Regions from separate parts of the Mus musculus genome. Here region 2 is linked to region 1. A link is a contact called in public promoter capture Hi-C data. All regions are on one chromosome and are shown on one strand. The core of a region is the stretch at or near the end of the contact, and the rest is flanking DNA. Distances in the headings are between cores, read along the strand shown. Region 1 overlaps Clpb (ClpB caseinolytic peptidase B). Region 2 holds the start of Il18bp (interleukin 18 binding protein).

Region 1 (3,494 bases), core at 716-3,215:
AGTTTCTTTCTATTTTTGATCTGCACTTGGTTGAATCTTTGCCACATTGAGACTTTGGCCATTATGACTGGTGGTTCTGTAGAAGTCCGTCCTTGTACTAGGAAATACATGCCACAGTATTTGGAGATAAGGGGCATAATGTCTGTAATTAATTCTCACATGGGCAAGTAAAATGTATTAGAAATAGGAACCAAATTAATCAGAGTTTAAAGTAGGTCCAAGTCAAGGACCTGTGAAGGTTTTTTGGTGCTAATTTTGTAACTGGTTTCTAAGTTTAACAGTTTAAAAATAGCAATCGCACATTAATACATAACAGGTGTCTGCAAAGAATAGGACAAAGAGTGGCCACCCAGCATTGAGCTTTAGTTAGACCAGCGAATGTCATTTTGGTTGCAGATAAATTCTTCACCATTTGCCTTTAACATTTGAACAGATAGTGTAGTAGCAGCTACCATTGCAGAACATCCTGCACCCTCACACCTCCCGTGGTCATATGGCCACTCTTGTTAGGAGGCTCTGACAGGCCAAGGAGGTAAGATGAGAGAGGCTCTAAAAAGACCTGTCCACAGCACACAGCCAGGCAGAGGCAGAGGTAGAGGTAGAGTCAGGCTCCTATCTGGTTCCGTCCTTTCCCAGAGAGGCTTGGTGAAGCAGCTCATCTGTGTGTTTAAAGATTGGGCTGTTGATTCTGCAGGGCAGTCATTACCTTCCAAAACACTGAAACTAACTAGTAGGAAAGGCTCAGGATGAAGTGTGCAGATTCACTCATCTGAGTTGTGGGTGCTTTGCATATACCAGTCTCCATTCTCTCATTATTCACTTGCTTTCCTGAGGTTGCCAGGTGTAAGAGTGAAAACAAAGGCACCTGGAGGGCTTCCTTGAGGAGAGGGTCTGAGCTGAGCCTAAGAGGCTGGTGCTCAATTTAAATAGGCAATGCAGAAGAGGCCAAAGGGGCTCTGTGCCTGTGCAGTCAGAAATAATGTAGACCTTTACCTTGAAATCTGTAGGCCCAGACTGGGGTCTAAGAACAAACAGCCTTTGCTGTCCTCTCCGTACCCCCCTGTCCCTGGCTAGCTGAGAGATAAGGCACAGATGGAGGCTGCCTGGGGATTCTAGCCCTAGGCGCCTTGTCTCTGCTCAGACAGAGGGCCTGGTGCTGTTATTACTGTAAACAGGGCCTTCTGGGCGGCTCCAACCAGGGTCCTGTTGCCCAGATAGTGATCATGATTGGGTCTGCATGGCTCAGTGCTTCCAGGCCTCTGATGCAGGTGGGACAGAGCTCCCCACTCTTCAGCCCCTCCCTGGTTGCAGCTGAGGGCCAGTTCCTGCAAAAGATCCGGAAATCAGTTGGAACAATGCTTGATTGAAGTTCGCTGGCCGCTTTGTATTGATTGGTCATAAAGAAAAAGGAAGAAAAGTGAGGTGGTGTCTTCTTTCTTTCCCTGAGAAGAGCTAGTCCTAAATGACTTAAATGTGCATCTGCCTGCCTAGGACTTCTTCCTTCCTGCAAGCACCCAAGCCGAAGGAATTACCCTTTTAGATGTCTTACTGGGTCAGGTCTGCTGGGAATCTATTTCTCAGTTTTTATTTTGGTGCTATATGTATTTTTTTTTAATAATTTAGGCTTATTTATCTTTATTATGTGATTGTTTTGCCTGTGTGTGTGTGTGTGTGTGTGTGTGTGTGTTTCTTCTGGAGGTCAGAAGAAGATACTGAATTCCCTAGAACTGGAGTTAACAGGTAGTTGGAAGTCACTACATAGATTCTGGGAACCAAACCCAGGTCCTCTGCGAGAATAACTTAACAGCTGAGCAGTCTCTCCAGCTCTAGATGCTACACACATTTAAAATGATAATGTTTTAGAAGTAATAGGGACTGCAGAGAAAAATAAGGCCCACAGAGGTAGATTTATCCTGAGCAATACATCAAGTACCTGACAGCTGTGGTTAGAACCCATGACCATCAGCCCTCCAGACCATGTCCCCACTCCTGAGTCTGAGATGCCTCGAACATACTTATACACAGGAGCCTAAGTACTTTGAAAAAGACTGCTGCCGCAGGTTTTCCACCACAAGACAGAGCAGTATTGGTGGCAGATTGGTGTTTGCAGGTGCTATAGAGAGACTCAACCCTGAGAACTCCCATGTGCCAACTGCCAGGGCAGGAATGGGGTGGGAGGTGGGGCAGATGAAAACAGTTCATTTCTGGAGGGTACTGGTGACTGAGGAAGTTAGACAAAGCAGCCAAATGTTAACTGTTTTAATACAGATTAGCACGGGGGACTGGGAAGGAAACAGACCATTTTAGGGAAACCTTAGAGGATGAAACTTGAAAATGATTAAGAAAAAATGAGCAATGCTGTGGTCACTGTTGTGAAAACAACAATAGAACTTGCAACTGCAAGGAAGTGCTCAGAGCAGAGAGTGAGGTCAGCCTGCTGCCCTCCGGCTCTCACCAGAAGAGCGACGTCTCCTCTTGGCCTTTGGCCTGCTGGCCTCTCACATCCCTGGTTACTAGAGAAGACTTTTTTTCCTTCTTTGCTCTTAGGCTCTGCTACTGACTGTCTTCCCTTACCGGGGGTAAGCAGTTTATTTTTTTGTTTGTCTGTTTGTTTGTTTGATTGCTTATCGAGACAGGATTTCTCAATGTAGCCCTTGCTTGTCCTAGAACTGGCTCTGAGACCAGGCTGGCCTTGAACTCAGAGATCTGCCTGCCCCTATCTCTAAAGTGCTGAGATTAAAGGCTTGAGCCACCACTGCCCACCCAGTGGCAGTTTATTTTCTATCCACAGATATGTTCGGGTAATTGCTATATTTTTTATGCCATCCTGATTTACTCAGGACATCAGGTGTAGTGGCAAGGAGCCCTTATCACTGAGCCATTTCCCCCAGCCCTCTCCCATCACTAGTGTAAATGGCCAATGATACTAATGGCATAAGCATCGCTGTTTTCATAGTGCTTTAGTATATACCAAGTGTCTTAACTGGCTTGATTTATTTGACTTATTATCTCTTGACACCCCTATGTATGATATACATATACAGTAAGGCGGGGAGAGGGGCGAGCTCTGGAAGACAAGGTTCTGTTACATAGCTCTGGTTGACCTTGATTCATGGTGATCCTCCTGCCCCAGCCTACTGAGTGCTGGCATGCACCACCATACATAACCAGGTCCTGTCCTTTCACTAACAGAAACAGTGAGCAGGAGCTGTTGTGGGAGGGAACAGAGAAAAGCCAAGTTATACATTTATCCATGGGCCACCCCTCAGTAAATGGCTGGCAGTGAATGTGTTTGAACTGAGGTTTTTTCTGCCTTGTATACCCTGGGAGTTGTGCAGAAGCTGGGACTCAACTCTAGCTGTGTGCTGTGTTCTCCTGTCTGCTACCCTGAGCCATCCCCAGTTAGTATCACCCACCAGTGCCCCGCCAAGCAGAAGAGTTAGTTCATTAGAGAGAGCTGGCCACAAGTCTGAGCCCAGGAAAGCCTGCGGTGC
Region 2 (3,494 bases), core at 352-2,851, 340 kb after region 1:
TGGTGCTTCTTGGCAGGTTGGAAGTAACACTCCCAAGTCAAACCCCCACCCCCCAACTCTGTATTCACAGCCTGCTTCTGGCAACTGTATCCTCTTGGGCTCCCATACTTGTTGCTTACTCAGTGGCACTTCTTTTTCTGGCCAAATCACATCCAGTGCTGGGTACTGCTTAGTTGGGACTGCTGGAGACCAGGAAGAGCATGGGTCTTTTGAGCTTCCAGTTAAGACAGTGGCAGTTGTCTGAGGTGCAGATGTGGCTCTGGCCAAAATGACATGGACATACAAAAGCAGGACCCACCAAGAACTGGGGCCTGAGGAACAAACAGTTACAGCTGTAAATAAAACTGAAGCTCAGCTTTCTAGCACCCATCTTAGTTGGGGACAAGCTGCTACCTGGGTAGGAACAGACCTCGACCCAGATACTCCTAGGTTCTCACCAGGAACCTGAGTGGGTGGAGACCGTTTAGCCCCCACCCCTCGGCTCTGCTGAATGTAGTGCAAAGGAGCCTTGAAATGGAGCCAGAACCAAAGTAGCTACATAGGCGCTTACAGCAATGGAAGAATTGGATGGAACTTCCTTGGGGTGGGGGGTGTTGGGTAGCAGAGTTAGCCACATAGCTCCATTCCTTTAAGAGCCACAAAGCCTAATGTCCCACCTGCTGTCCAGCAGTGTCTCATGGTCATGATGACTTGCAAGCAAGTCTGGTGTCTGTGACTTCCTCTGGAAAAAAATAAGTAAAAGTCAGCTAGCCCTACATCTGTGTTCTTTCCCTCAGGCAGTGTTACTGACACCCATTTGAGCTGGTAGTTTAGAGGGCAGACCTGTAGCCACCAGCTGGGCTATCCACACTTAAGGCACTGCTGGTGTTAATAGTAACAATTTTCTCTCATACCAGCTCCAAACAGCACTTATATAACTTATACCCCCTTAGGAAGGAGAGAAAGTACTAAAAGCCAGGGACTTACCTGGGAAGCAACAGTCCGTTTGCCAGCTTGCCAGCCTCCTTCTGGGAAGGGCAGGCAGCAGTCAGCTTCTAGGAAATCGAGCACCTATTTTCACTTTCACTTTCTTAGCTAGGAATCCCAATCGAAAGCAGGCTGTTCCGAATGGGCCCCTCTCCAAACTCACAGGAATCCTCTATCTACCTCACCCCTCTCTCTAAGGTTAGCGAAGGGGTGAGAAAGATGAGTCTCTCACAGGTCTGTACCTGTCTTGCCCCTTCCACCCTTCACAGCCAACTTTCCTTTCTCCAGAACAAACTCCAAGGAGGCAGTATTTATTAGTACTGGGAACCCCAAATTGAACCACTGACCTTTTTACATTCAGTGCCTCACTGGCCCATTAATATCGTAGTTTCTCTCAAGCTCCCCCACTCCCATCCCTCACCCCAAGGTCAGGTGTATCACTTAACACCAGCCTTCACACACAGCCACAGCCACTTGTACAGGTTCGTTTTCAGTAAATTTAGATCTTCCTACCTGGCTCCTAAGCCCCGAATAGCTTCTTGGAGCTCTAAGGCTCAGCCAGGATAGCTGCCTGGCCCCAAGAAAATCTCACCACAGGAAGGAGCAACTTCCCTGCCTGGCTCGTGTACAAAACTCCCAGCCAAGCGAGAGCTGACCCCAAATAGCCAGGAAGGCACTTCCGCAACACTGGCTCCAGTAGCTCAGAGACTGGTACTTGGAAAGAACAAAATTAGAATCAAACAAAACCCTGAAGCCATGCTCCCTGCATGTGCCAGAACCTCTTGGGGCAGAACGACCAATGCGCACACTTGGGGCAAAGTGCTGTGCTCTTAGGTCTGTGATTCTGTCACCAGAGGGTAGAACTGGTGACAAGTGGGATGGAGCAGGTTGGAAGGACCTGTGGGAATAGATTCATACCTGGTTCAGATGCAGGAGGCTAAAAGCTGTCTTCTATGTGGCACAGTCACATTTCTTTTGAGCAGTCCACCTACCCTCTACCACCTAGGTTGCTGAATTCAGGGCAAAACTCCCTCAGAATCCAGGATCTCTAGGAGTTAGGTCCAGAAGTTGTGCATCCACACACAGCCATTGGGGGATTTCTCATTCCACTGGGGTTTGGGTAGGGGTGCAGGACGAGGAACTGCACTGTACCTTACAAGACTAAAGGTAAAACATAGACGTAGCCTTCACCTTAGGGAGAGGGGAGGACAAATACCAAAGGAAGAGTAGCCTGTCTCTTGGCCTTCTGCTCAGCTCTCATTCCTCTGAGGATGGAGGGAAAAAGGAAGCCACAGCTGAGTAAGAGAACAGGCTGAGTTGTGGGGGTATCAGGGTACTAGTCTCAGACTGGGGGTGAAGGCCTCAGGGCCCCTGATGCCGTAGGACAGGAGACACACACACACACACACACACTCTCACAGAGGGAGGATGGGTGAGAAGGCAGGACCAATGGCTCCAGGTTCCGGCTCTCAGGTGGGATGCAAGAAGCCAAGATACCCCAGGGGGCCCGGGAAAGAGGTGGCAAAAAAAAAAAGGCAAATGCGTGTCCAGCTTTGCAGCCAGCTCATGGAGCTTTATTCAGATGTGATGACAAGATCCTGTTTGGTTCTTGTTGCCTTCAAATGGGCCAGGCCAAATTTCTCTAGACACCCAGTGCTGCTGACCCATGATGCCCTCCCCCTTTCTTCAGACTTCCAGGACTACAGTTAGGCCTGCTCAGAAGTCCCCTTTCAGAGCCCATCTTTATTCAGGCCTCATTCTGCCTATGCACTCACCATTCTTAACGTCAGGCCTGGGAAAAACCCACAAATGACCAAGCCTACCTAGGGACGTTTCCTGGGCTGGAATCCCCTCTTAGCTTCAAGGGCACACTGATGACTGGCAGAAAACAGAGATCCATTAGTCTGTCTGCTCTGTGCATACACAAACATACACACTCTTAGGCTTTCAGGAAGGAAGTGATGTGCAGAGTACCCTTTGGCACATGTCAACACTTCCATGAAGGGTGTACTTGCACAAGAAGCTGCAACATTCGCTGCTGCCAATGTAGCTTCCACAGCTTAATGATATATAGATTGCTTTTATACTCTGCCTGGCAATGGCCCTGCTCAGGGGCAGGTTATCCATGCTGCTCATATTTCTAGCTGTTCCAAAACATGTCAGTGAATTTGGAGGCCACAGGGCTTCCCTAGTTAGAAAAGTCATTGATTTTGCCACCCCCAGCCTTTAGTTTCCAGACAAAAAGGCAACAGAGTCATACACAACACCCATCATGTCCAGAGATGAAGAGACCCTTTACCGCTCAGTGCTAATCTGGCACCCGTCTGAGCTCTTCTACACTGAGTGCAAACCAGGCTTGAGCCTTGCAGAGGGAAGGGAGGGGAAGGGGAAGGGTAGGCTGAAGCACCCAGCCTCCTGCAAACCCACCAGTGCTCTCAGCCAGAGGTGAGAAGACGCCTCTCAACCAATAATACCGCAGCTTTGCCCAACCCTGTTCAAGCAAGGTTAGGCCTAGGAATGGGGGACAA

What was found. Promoter capture Hi-C pulls out the DNA fragments that hold promoters and counts their contacts.
Region 2: a promoter capture Hi-C map of the HPC-7 cell line shows a contact between it and region 1. The contact joins the promoter of Il18bp here to the enhancer-like site in region 1. A contact is called at or near these places in 12 of 39 promoter capture datasets (the 3T3-L1 cell line, the C10 cell line, the HPC-7 cell line and 7 more), 1 of 484 Hi-C or Micro-C datasets (bone marrow-derived macrophages), 5 of 115 datasets of contacts at active chromatin or transcription factors (double positive thymocytes, embryonic basal ganglia, extraembryonic endoderm stem cells and 2 more) and 3 of 9 other capture datasets (adipose tissue, liver and macrophages).

Annotation. Positions count from the first base shown.
Region 1 is chr7:101,680,661-101,684,154 of GRCm38.p6, forward strand. All of the region lies in intron 2 of Clpb (ClpB caseinolytic peptidase B), which reads left to right. Among named protein-coding and RNA genes, the nearest start is that of Clpb, 19 kb to the left of the region's middle. Within about 2 kb of position 1,966, at least 25 of the 459 cell types and tissues checked have an H3K27ac peak or open chromatin away from gene starts, as enhancers often do. A contact at or near this core is called in the HPC-7 cell line and stem cell-derived epiblast-like cells, where this site is marked.
Region 2 is chr7:102,016,631-102,020,124 of GRCm38.p6, forward strand. It overlaps Il18bp (interleukin 18 binding protein), which reads right to left and starts at 1,602. Exons shown (of 7, transcript NM_010531.2): 1 at 1,480-1,602; 2 at 967-1,034; 3 at 657-721; 4 at 120-311. The coding sequence starts at 684. Rnf121 (ring finger protein 121) reads right to left here. Exons shown (of 9, transcript NM_029211.3): 9 at 2,507-3,494.